Regions from separate parts of the Danio rerio genome. Here region 1 is linked to region 2. The links are chromatin contacts, called in public Micro-C maps. All regions are on one chromosome and are shown on one strand. Each heading gives the region's core, a stretch centred on a gene start, on an enhancer-like site or on the middle of the called end of the contact. The rest is flanking DNA. Distances are from core to core; before and after follow the strand shown. Region 1 holds the start of msh6 (mutS homolog 6 (E. coli)). Region 2 holds the start of golga4 (golgin A4).

Evidence for each region. A called contact is a pair of places that touch in the nucleus more often than the background predicts.
Region 1: a contact with region 2 is called in a Micro-C map of caudal fin, with 6 times the contacts expected there. The contact joins the promoter of msh6 here to the promoter of golga4 in region 2. A contact is called at or near these places in 2 of 18 Hi-C or Micro-C datasets (caudal fin and an unstated tissue).

The regions. Positions count from the first base shown.
Region 1 is chr13:52,065,692-52,070,298 of GRCz12tu, reverse strand. msh6 (mutS homolog 6 (E. coli)) reads right to left here and starts at 2,592. Exons shown (of 10, transcript NM_182860.1): 1 at 2,193-2,592. The coding sequence starts at 2,428. It overlaps kcnk12 (potassium channel, subfamily K, member 12), which reads left to right and starts at 2,489. Exons shown (of 2, transcript XM_073920348.1): 1 at 2,489-2,646.
Region 2 is chr13:51,866,572-51,871,761 of GRCz12tu, reverse strand. golga4 (golgin A4) reads left to right here and starts at 2,097. Exons shown (of 25, transcript XM_073920316.1): 1 at 2,097-2,338.

The DNA.
Region 1 (4,607 bases), core at 1,343-3,842, 200 kb before region 2:
ATGTGCAGGAAGGTAGCTCTCCAGAAACAGGGTTGGTGACCTCTGGCCTAAACCATTCAGAAACTGAATCCAGTATATGCGACCTTAGGTTCGCGGTCACCTGTTTGCCTTGTTCATATCAGAGATCTGCGCGGGACACTCTCTCATTCACACACACACACACAGAGAGAGAGAGAGAGCACCATGCTCTCTCTCTCTCTCTCTTATTCACACATACACACACAGACAGACATACAGAGCGACACACAGCACCACACGCTGTCTAATTCTCTCTCTCACACACACACACACACACACACACACACACACACACACACACACACACACACACACACACACACACACACACACACACACACACACACACACACACACACACACACACAGCATCCATGCGAATGGATGGCATCCGCGCTCCCTTCCAAACTAAACCAGTTACCGACCGCTCCCGCGTTTTATTCGGAAATTTATTCCTGCACCGCAAGAAATTGGGTCGAATCCCGCAGTACAGCAGCAGAACTATTGCCAAACCTCAGGTCACTTGGTGCCCGACTCGCCATCTTACCTCACATCTCTCTCCTCCACACTGTCCCGAGATGACAATCACACATACCCATTTGTAGGCATTAAAAAAATTGCATTTACTATTTAATACTTGTCTCCTATTTAAGTGCATTGTTTTTTATGATGGTATAACAGTATTGAGACGGACACCGATGCTATTTTTAGATCCCGCGGTATACCATAATACTGACCAAACCTACTTGTTAGCAATACATTTTCACATTTAAAGTTCACAACGAGCAGTAGGAAATTTGCAGAGCGAGAGAAGATTTTCCACTGGTTAATAGATCGCAAATGTTTGGCTTTCTTGGACGGATACAATAAAGTATAAAGGGATAAAAAAAAATTTGTATTTTCCATGCGTCACCACTGGCATAACATTTTCGGTGGTCGAAAATTCAGTACATCTCTAATATCAACACCCTTCTAGATTCTCATGGTTGCCCATTTCTGCTGTGATTGGCTCCTTGATCAATATAGAGTAAAAAGTCCAGAGTTTTCAGTGTTATTGACATAAATTTTATCGCGATTCGATATAATATTGTTTATCAGCCCAGCCCTAAAAAAATATATATACAAAATGTTAAAGAATACAGAACAAATCGTTTAATATTTAGCCTTAATTTTTTTAAAAAATTGTTAAGTTACACCCTGATAAGTTGACCAATTACTAGTTAACGTTACTAGTTTTTGGAGAATCAAATACACTCGGTATTAAAACGGTCACAAAAATTAACAACCGAATAATTGAATCGATTATTACACACTATCAGTTCTTACATCCGAACAAGAAGTGTACTTACACTCGTTTTCCACTCATATTTACCCAATATTGTACAATTAATTAATATTTTTTAGAGTTACAATACATTTACTGTAGTAACGGTTGATCGTTTTGAATAGTGTCTGTAACGGACGCTCGGTCGAAGCCGGTTGTTGCTAGATCCGATGCAGTTGCGGACAGAAGTTGACGAGATTTATATTATTTATTAAATTTCCCATTAATTTTATTAACGTCTACCCCCACCTTAACCCTAAAACTAAACGTCACAGTAATGTAAAACAGTAGTTGTACCGAGTATTATTTATGCTATTTATTAAATTACTCAATAATTCGTATTTTCAAACATCTACGCCTACCCTAAACCCAACCGTCACAGTACTGTAAAAAAAATATTATTTTTGGGTATACATTGTCACAAAAATGATGCTATAGTGATGTGCGTGTCCGCAGCTGTATCCCATCTAGACTTTTATAAAGATCCTCCCCCTTCCATGGAATCTCCCGCCAAACACGCTCAAACAGGCGAAAGTAGCACGTGGAGTGAAATATAACGCGAGTCTCCGGTGAGTTTTCATAATGAAACAGCACACAAGTACTTATAAAAGCACAAAAGTCAAATTATTAAAGTTAAACGTCGTCGTAGTGTCCAAAACATGGTTAAAAGCACCAGTACTGTTCTATTAGCGCAAATAAATATTGCAATTCTTAACGAAATACCACAAAAGTAGCACATAATATGTCTAAATAAGCATGTTTATGTTTTGTGAAGCATCTTTTACTACTGGTGTATCTTATATAGACTTTGTGTTACCATGGTAACCAATCCAAATTCAAATTCCTGTACCTTTCCTTTGTAGTGGCCGCTTTCTCCCCGAATAGCTTTGCGTGTCCGGCTATAGCTTGGGTTTTTGAGGGCGGTTTTGCAGGTGTTTTCTTGCTGTTGACTTTAGCTTCTTCCTTGGGTGAAGTGTTGGATCTGCCCGGCGCATCTCCTTCTGCTGGTGATGGGCTGGATTTGGCCTTCACCGCGAGAGGAGGCGACTTTGAGAAGAAGTTAAAGAGGGAACTTTGCTTTGCCATGTCGTCTTGAAACGTGTTGTTTAGTTATTCCAAATTAATTCATTTCTTCTGTCCCAGCAGACTCAGAACTGCCCTACAGTTGTAGCGGAGCTGAGAGTTCGCGGGAAAGTGCTGCTGACGGCGCACGGAAAGGGAAGAGGAGGATCGTTCGACGTCATTTGCATGTGGACCAATAGGAAGCTCTGTGTATCATTTTACGGTACACTCACGTGGATGATGTGAGTGTTATGTTTTACTTTGTGTTTGTGGTCTATTCTATAATTTTAGAACGTGTGTGATTTATTTATTTATTTATTTTGGTATGTAATCACAACAGAACAAAGATTTAGTCCGCATCATCGTTAGTCCAGCGTTGAGAAAAGTTCTGCCACTTTTCTCCGCGCTGTCAGAATGGACCAATCGCAGACCTCTGTCGTTGTTCTCTCTGAGGAGAGACGGCGAAGAGTTAAAATAAGTGATTTATTTATTTATTTTTGTAAACACTTCGAACGGTGGTCGTGAAATCTTCTCAGTTTTGACAAGTTTGACTTTAAGACTCTGAGGTGTCCGTCTGTGAGTATTATTTGTGTGTGTTTGTTTGTAATGCGAGGGAAGCAGCGCGTTAATTAAAAAAAGCGAACTGATAGACTGCAGATATTTTGTATTATAATATATGTAGTGTTTCTGTCATGTCAGCAGGGTGCAGTGTTGCCTTATTTAACATCACTTCAAATGTGTAGTGTTTTGATCTGTCCTATGATTTTGACCGTGGGTGACAGTCTTGGACCACATTAAAAATATTTTCTTTTTAAATTGATTATGAAGTTTTAAAATGGTGCTTTTCATATAAAAGACATGGTTACTCTGTTAAAATAGTTGGGTTAAATACCCCAACATATAACCCAATAGATTATTGTAGCACCTTCCCAACTATGAGTTATTTTGATTATATGTTATTTTTTCCATTCTGGTATTACTATTGCTACTAGTACTACTAATAGTTTTTAGGTTATGGCTGTGTAAATAAATAACATACAGTTTTCAAAAAATAGTGAAAATGCTTTATTTCCATTACATTTTAGTTCTAGAGCACAGGTGTCAAACTCGGTTCCAAAAGGGCCGCAGCTTGGCACAGTTTAGTTCCAACCCTAATTAAACACACCTGATCAAACTAATTGAGTCCTTCAGGCTTGTTTGAAAGCTACAGGTAAGTGTGTTGGAGCAGGGTTGGAACTAAACTGTGCAGGGCTTTGGCCCTCCAAGAATTGAGTTTGACACCCCTGTTCTAGACACTTTTGTTAAAATAAATTAAGAATCAGAAACAATGAAGAAACAGAACAAAGTGCAGACAGTTCTAAACTGTGCAAGCAGAAAATCCTCTGTTGATGGAGCAGAATGGAGAGCTCTGTGTGCTGTAGACTGTCCAGCAGCTTCACTTGGTGTCCACACTGTACAATACATTTACCCACATCTAAACACTTGTAAAAGATGGTCCTTGATGGTGAAACGGATCAAAAAACCACAACATTGAGAGGTAATTTGATTAAAAAAAACAACAACAACAATATTATTGCGTTAGAGCTTAAATAAACTTCATAACACAAAAAACAAAAATCCTAATTTTTAACCCAACTGGTTATTAAATAAATATCCAAATAAAGGTTAAAAATAACCCAACAAAGCAGAAAGCACCAAATATTTAACTTAACTGGTTGATTTCTTAATAAATAACCAAATAAAGATAAAAAAACAACAACAACAACAAAGCACCAAATATATTTAACTCAACCATTGGGTTAAAAAACTCTTCTTTTTTTTTTCTTTTTTCTTTTTTTTTTTAGAGTGAAAAATCTACATTTTAGATTATTTTTGTTTTTTTACTTTTTGATTGATGCATGTTGTTTACTAGATATAGTTTTTTTATATCACTATTGTTAGATCAAGCTCTCCATGCCAGATAAATAAGGTCTAGCCCCGGACAACAGATCCTGTTAGAAAATGTCTGTTTCTCTGAGTATCCAGACAACAAGCCAAGCCAGCAGAGCCGCCCAATACCCAAATCTGTTAACTAGTATTCAACTGAATTCACAATCTCCTATCTATATAGGAGTTGACTGAGAAAGCCAGAGAGGAGCAGAAGCAGGAGACAAAGTCATGATGATAAAGAGAGAGCAGAGTTTATTGAATAGTCTTAGTTGCG
Region 2 (5,190 bases), core at 848-3,347:
ACCTTTTATTTTATTAGTTTATTATGTAATCTATCATTTGAAGCTAATCCTCTCCCCATATTTGTACTGGTTGTTGAGGGCGTATCCCGTATTTTTATATCCAAAAATTGACAGGTATGGTTTGATGACTTGCTTTTGTGACACACAAAGCCTATAACACGCAGTAAGCAGATCTAATTTCTAAATTAAATATGTAAATCCAAATCATACATTTAAGGTTAATGTTTAGATTTCAAAGACATACAAGTAAATCACATGCAATATCTATTTAAATAAAAAAAAAAAAACATTTTATATATGAATATGATCACAAATAGCCTATATTTATGAGGTCCAAGGAACATTTCCAAGTTTTTTTTTATGACTAGGCCACTATATGTTAATTCTTTCCATTTAAATACAGCAGTTTTATTTTCATATTGAAGAACAGTGCCATTTTAATTAACTTTTAGAAGCATATTTTAATTTAAACATTTTTTTTTACCACCTGTAAGCATAGGGCAGTGTTAACGTTCAAGTTATTATGTTTAAAATGGCTGACAATAATAAATATTTATAATAATAGAAATTAATCTGCCTCATTTTTTAACTGTTTAGCTTTGGCTGCTTAATTAGGCATACTACGCTACGGGATTTCAATATATTATGGTAGTACTTGGAGAGACATTTTTTTCTGAGGTGGTACTTAGTGGAAAAAAGTTTGAGAACCACTGTGTTATAGTATTTACATCACTTTGTTAATAAATGCTAGTGAATGCAAATTTACAAATTGACAAGTGTATGTACAGGTATATACAACGTCATATGTGCAGCTGTAATGTGCAAATTTGCATGCAAAGTGTGCTGTTAAATAAGTGTATACGTGTATAACAAGTATGCAAGTAGTGATGTTTGTTCCACAATTATTATCATCAAGTGTTCATGAGATGGATTGCCTGAGGGAAGAAACTGTTTCTGTGTCGGGCTGTTCTGGTGCGCAGTGCTCTGTAGTGTCGACCAGAAGGTAAAAGCTCAAAGAGGCAGTGTGCTGGGTGTGAGGAGTCCAGAGTGATTTTGGCAGCCCTTCTACTCGCTCTGGATAAATTACAGTTCTTGGATAGTAGGGAGGGTTGTAGCAATGATTTGCTCAGCAGTCCGAACTATTCGACATAGCCTTCGAAGGCCAGATGTAGTGCAGATGACTGATTCAATGATGGAGGTGTAGAACTGTTTCAGCAGCTCCTTTGGGAGATTGAACTTCCTCAGCTGACGAAGAAAGTACAGCCTTTTATTACTAGTTCTTCCATGTTTGAATTACTACAAGAGATTATTTCAAGCTCTAAATCACTATATTAGCTCAAATAAAGGACTTATTAGTATATTTCATGTGTGTTTAGATTGCAGAAACACTAATAATCTGTCATTACAGGATTTTGTGCTCATAATAAATTGTGTTTATTTGAAATATACACAGGATGATTTTAGAGATAAATATGTGATTGAACATATGTTTGCAAAAAAATGACATGTTGGTTAATGGTAAATAAAAAAAACACATTATAATATATTTATTTACAATCAAATACATTTAAATTGAATCATTGTAATGTTTTCAATAAAAAACAAATAATCTGAATGTTTAGTTATGTTGTTGTTATGATGATAGTTTTATTAATCAAGTGTTTAACACAAGTCTAGTTTAGAAATGTAAATGTGCATGTTATAAATACGAAAGTACATTTAAAATATTAAAATAACATTAATATATATTAATTAAAACGATGCATTTTAATTGTATTTTTAGAATATAAGAATGCATGATACCATGATATAATATCTATATTGCATAATCGTTTAGCTAAAATTAAAAATAATATAATATCTTAAATAACTTACCAACCAACCAACCAAGCAAGTAAATAAATAAATAAATAAATAAATAAATAAATAAATAAATAAATAAATAAATAAATAAATAAATAAATAAATAAATAAATAGAGTGTTGAAAAAGAAAGAAAGAAAGTACTATGCTACTATTATATTTTGGAGAATACCACGTTACTCTTGGATATACGTAGTTCGTGTTATTATAATGTCACTGTTCATGTTGTACAGTAACGTTAACTGTTCCTCGTCCTTTCTGATCCTCTCGAGGACCCGTAGCTGCTCACTTTTTCCTCCACGTCAGCTGCTTCTGCGCACTGCTTTCATCCACAGATACATCAAGTTTCATCCCCTGCTGAACGGACAGTCAAATCTTTCCTAAAGTGACAATTATCGCATGGAGTGATGTTTAAAAAGCTGAAGCAGAAGGTTATAGACGAGCAGTCGCCTCAGCGGAGCAGCGCGCAGCCGCAGGTCAGTGCACTTTACCCATGTAGCATGTATGCTAACAAAACAAAACAAACAACATCAAGTATATTGTTCACTGACAGTTTAACACTCGTATTAGTATAATATAGATATAAAGTATAGTGTTAGCTTTTAGGATCAATGTTAAACTAGATGTTTGTGTATACGCTTACAAAGTAGCACCAAAATATGGTGGTGTCAGATGATTATTATGTGGTACTTTGATTTATTTATTTATACTGTGGTAATGAATGATTGCCACATGATTGCATTCTGATATTTACATGTTACTCCAGGATATTTCCAATAAATCTGATATTTCGTGACATTTGTCATGTATTATAGTGTTGCTGTTAGTCATCTTATTAATATTTGACTTACTGTAACGTTACTAGTGCTATGGTACAGTAATGATTCTCATATCATACAATGGTACTTTTAAATATACGGTAACACGCTATATCTATATATCTATATATATGGGGCATTTAAGTAACTCCCAAAAGTTACCATGATACTGCCATGGTATATGTCCATAAACATGTAATTGTAGCATTTTAGCATTACTTTCTTGTAAATTGATTTATACCACAGTGTTGAAGTTTTTTTGTGTCTGTACCGTTGTACAAATAAAGGCACTGTTCTGAAATTTAAAGGCTTTTTGATCAGATCAGTCATTTTTAATCTGCTGCCTGCCATTGTCACCACTTAATGACCTACAAACCAGCCTGACCTGTTAACCAGACCCAAGAGCTCATTAACATGCTTCCCTAAACAGGTTGAACTTTAACAGATTCTGCTCTAATTAATCAAAATGCAGTAAAACTTCAAAATATATATCCTGCAAAATCTAATACTTATTTTTTTGGATGAAAATAAATAAAAAGCAGCTCCTCAGCATAGTGTAAAATGGATAAATGAACAAATAAATAAATAAATGTTGTCAAAGTAAAATCAGTTTTTTAAAAAAACTTTTTTATTTAAACCACAACAGTTTAAATGTACAAAAATGATTTGATTTAATTATTATTAAACATCATTAAATGCAATTAAAGTGCCTGCTTTATTATTTCTAACAACTTTTGTTGAAAATTATCTGAAACTGTCATTCGATGCAATGGTCTGGACTCTGGAGTTTGATTATGTTATACCTTTAATTTAAGCATATACAATAAGAAGAAGAAGAAAAAAAAACATCAGATTAGATAGTTCAGTAACAGAATTTGAAATAATTTCATGTACAGGTCTGAAGTTTATTAATTTCATTGAATTTCGTTAATTCAGCATGTGGAAACCGATGGTCACAGTTCAAATGTTGAAGTACTGTATCAATAGTAATTTTGCTAATTAAAGAATTAAATAAATAAATAAATCGCTGTCGCTGGGTCACTGGGTCACTGGTTCGAACCTCGGCTCAGTTGGCGTTTCTGAGGGAAGTTTGCATGTTCTCCCTGCGTCCACGTGGGTTTCCTCCGGGTGCTCTGGTTTCCCCCACAGTCCCAAGACATGCGGTACAGGTGAATTGGGTAGGCTAAATTGGCCGTAGTGTATGAGTGTGTGTGGATGTTTCCCAGAGATGAGTTGCGGCTGGAAGGGCATCCGCTGCATAAAAACGTGAGTTGGTGGTTCATTCCACTGTGGCGAGCCCAGATTAATAAAGGGACCAAGCTGACAAGAATGTGAATAAATGAATAAATAAATCTAGAATTAAAATTAAACAAGCTAGCACAATCATATCAATTCAAGTCGATAACCAGCTCTTTGAAATAACAAGCAATGATGCAAGTATTTAGTGTTAAAAGGGATTATATTTGGCAAGATTTAAGACTCGCTCTGTTGCTTGGAATGTATTGCCTAGTTTTAAAGGGATTCAATTTGAGAGTGTTTTTAGAAGGTTAATTAAAAAATGGTTGTTTTACGGTTGGAGCTGAGGGTTTTGTTGTGGTGTGTTGCTGATGATGTGTGCACACCATTTATGATTTGCTTGTTCATTTTTTAAGAATATCAAGGGCCACAATGGTAATAAGCCTGTGGCTTTTTGTGCATTTCATCCTCGACTGTTTTTAAAATTAGTTTGAATTAGTCTAATTGGACTTGCTTGTGTATTTCTGTTAAAATTGTCAAAGGCGACAAAGTCTCTCAGTGGTTAGCACTGTTGCATCACAGCATGAAGGTCAATGGTTTGAGCCTCGACTGGATCAGTTGACATTTCTGTGTGGAGTTTGCATGTTCTCCCCGTGTTGGTGTGGGTTTCCTCCGGGTGCTCTGGTTTCCCCCACAAGTCCAAAGACATGAGCTATAGGGGAATTGAATTAACTAAATTTGCCATAGTGTATGTGTGTGAGTGCAGGAGTGTGTGGGGTGTTTCCCAGTGCTGGAGTGTGGCTGGAGGGGCATCCGCTGTGTAAAACATATGCTGGATAAGATGGTGGTTCATTCTACTGTGGTGACCCCAGATTAATAAAGGACTAAGCAGAAGGAGAATGAATGAATAAATGAATGAAATAAAATCAATCGATTTATCAATCAAGATATAAATGTCCCCTAAATGTTTGTACATGGTGTTCAATTTCTTGTTTTTTTTTATTGAGGACAAAATTATCAGACTTTTAGAATATTTACCAAGTAATGTTTAACAGCGTAATGGCATTTTTCAAAGTATTTCTACTCAGTTGTGTTCTTCAAGAGAAAAAGTCTTATTTCTTTTAGTTTGGCTAAAAATTAAACAATAATAATAATTAAGTAAAAACTGCTAATTAGGCAAGTTATGGTATCTAGGCAAGTCATTATATAACAATAGTTTAATCTGTAGACTATTAAAAAATATGTATTGCTTAAGGGGGCTAATAATATTGACT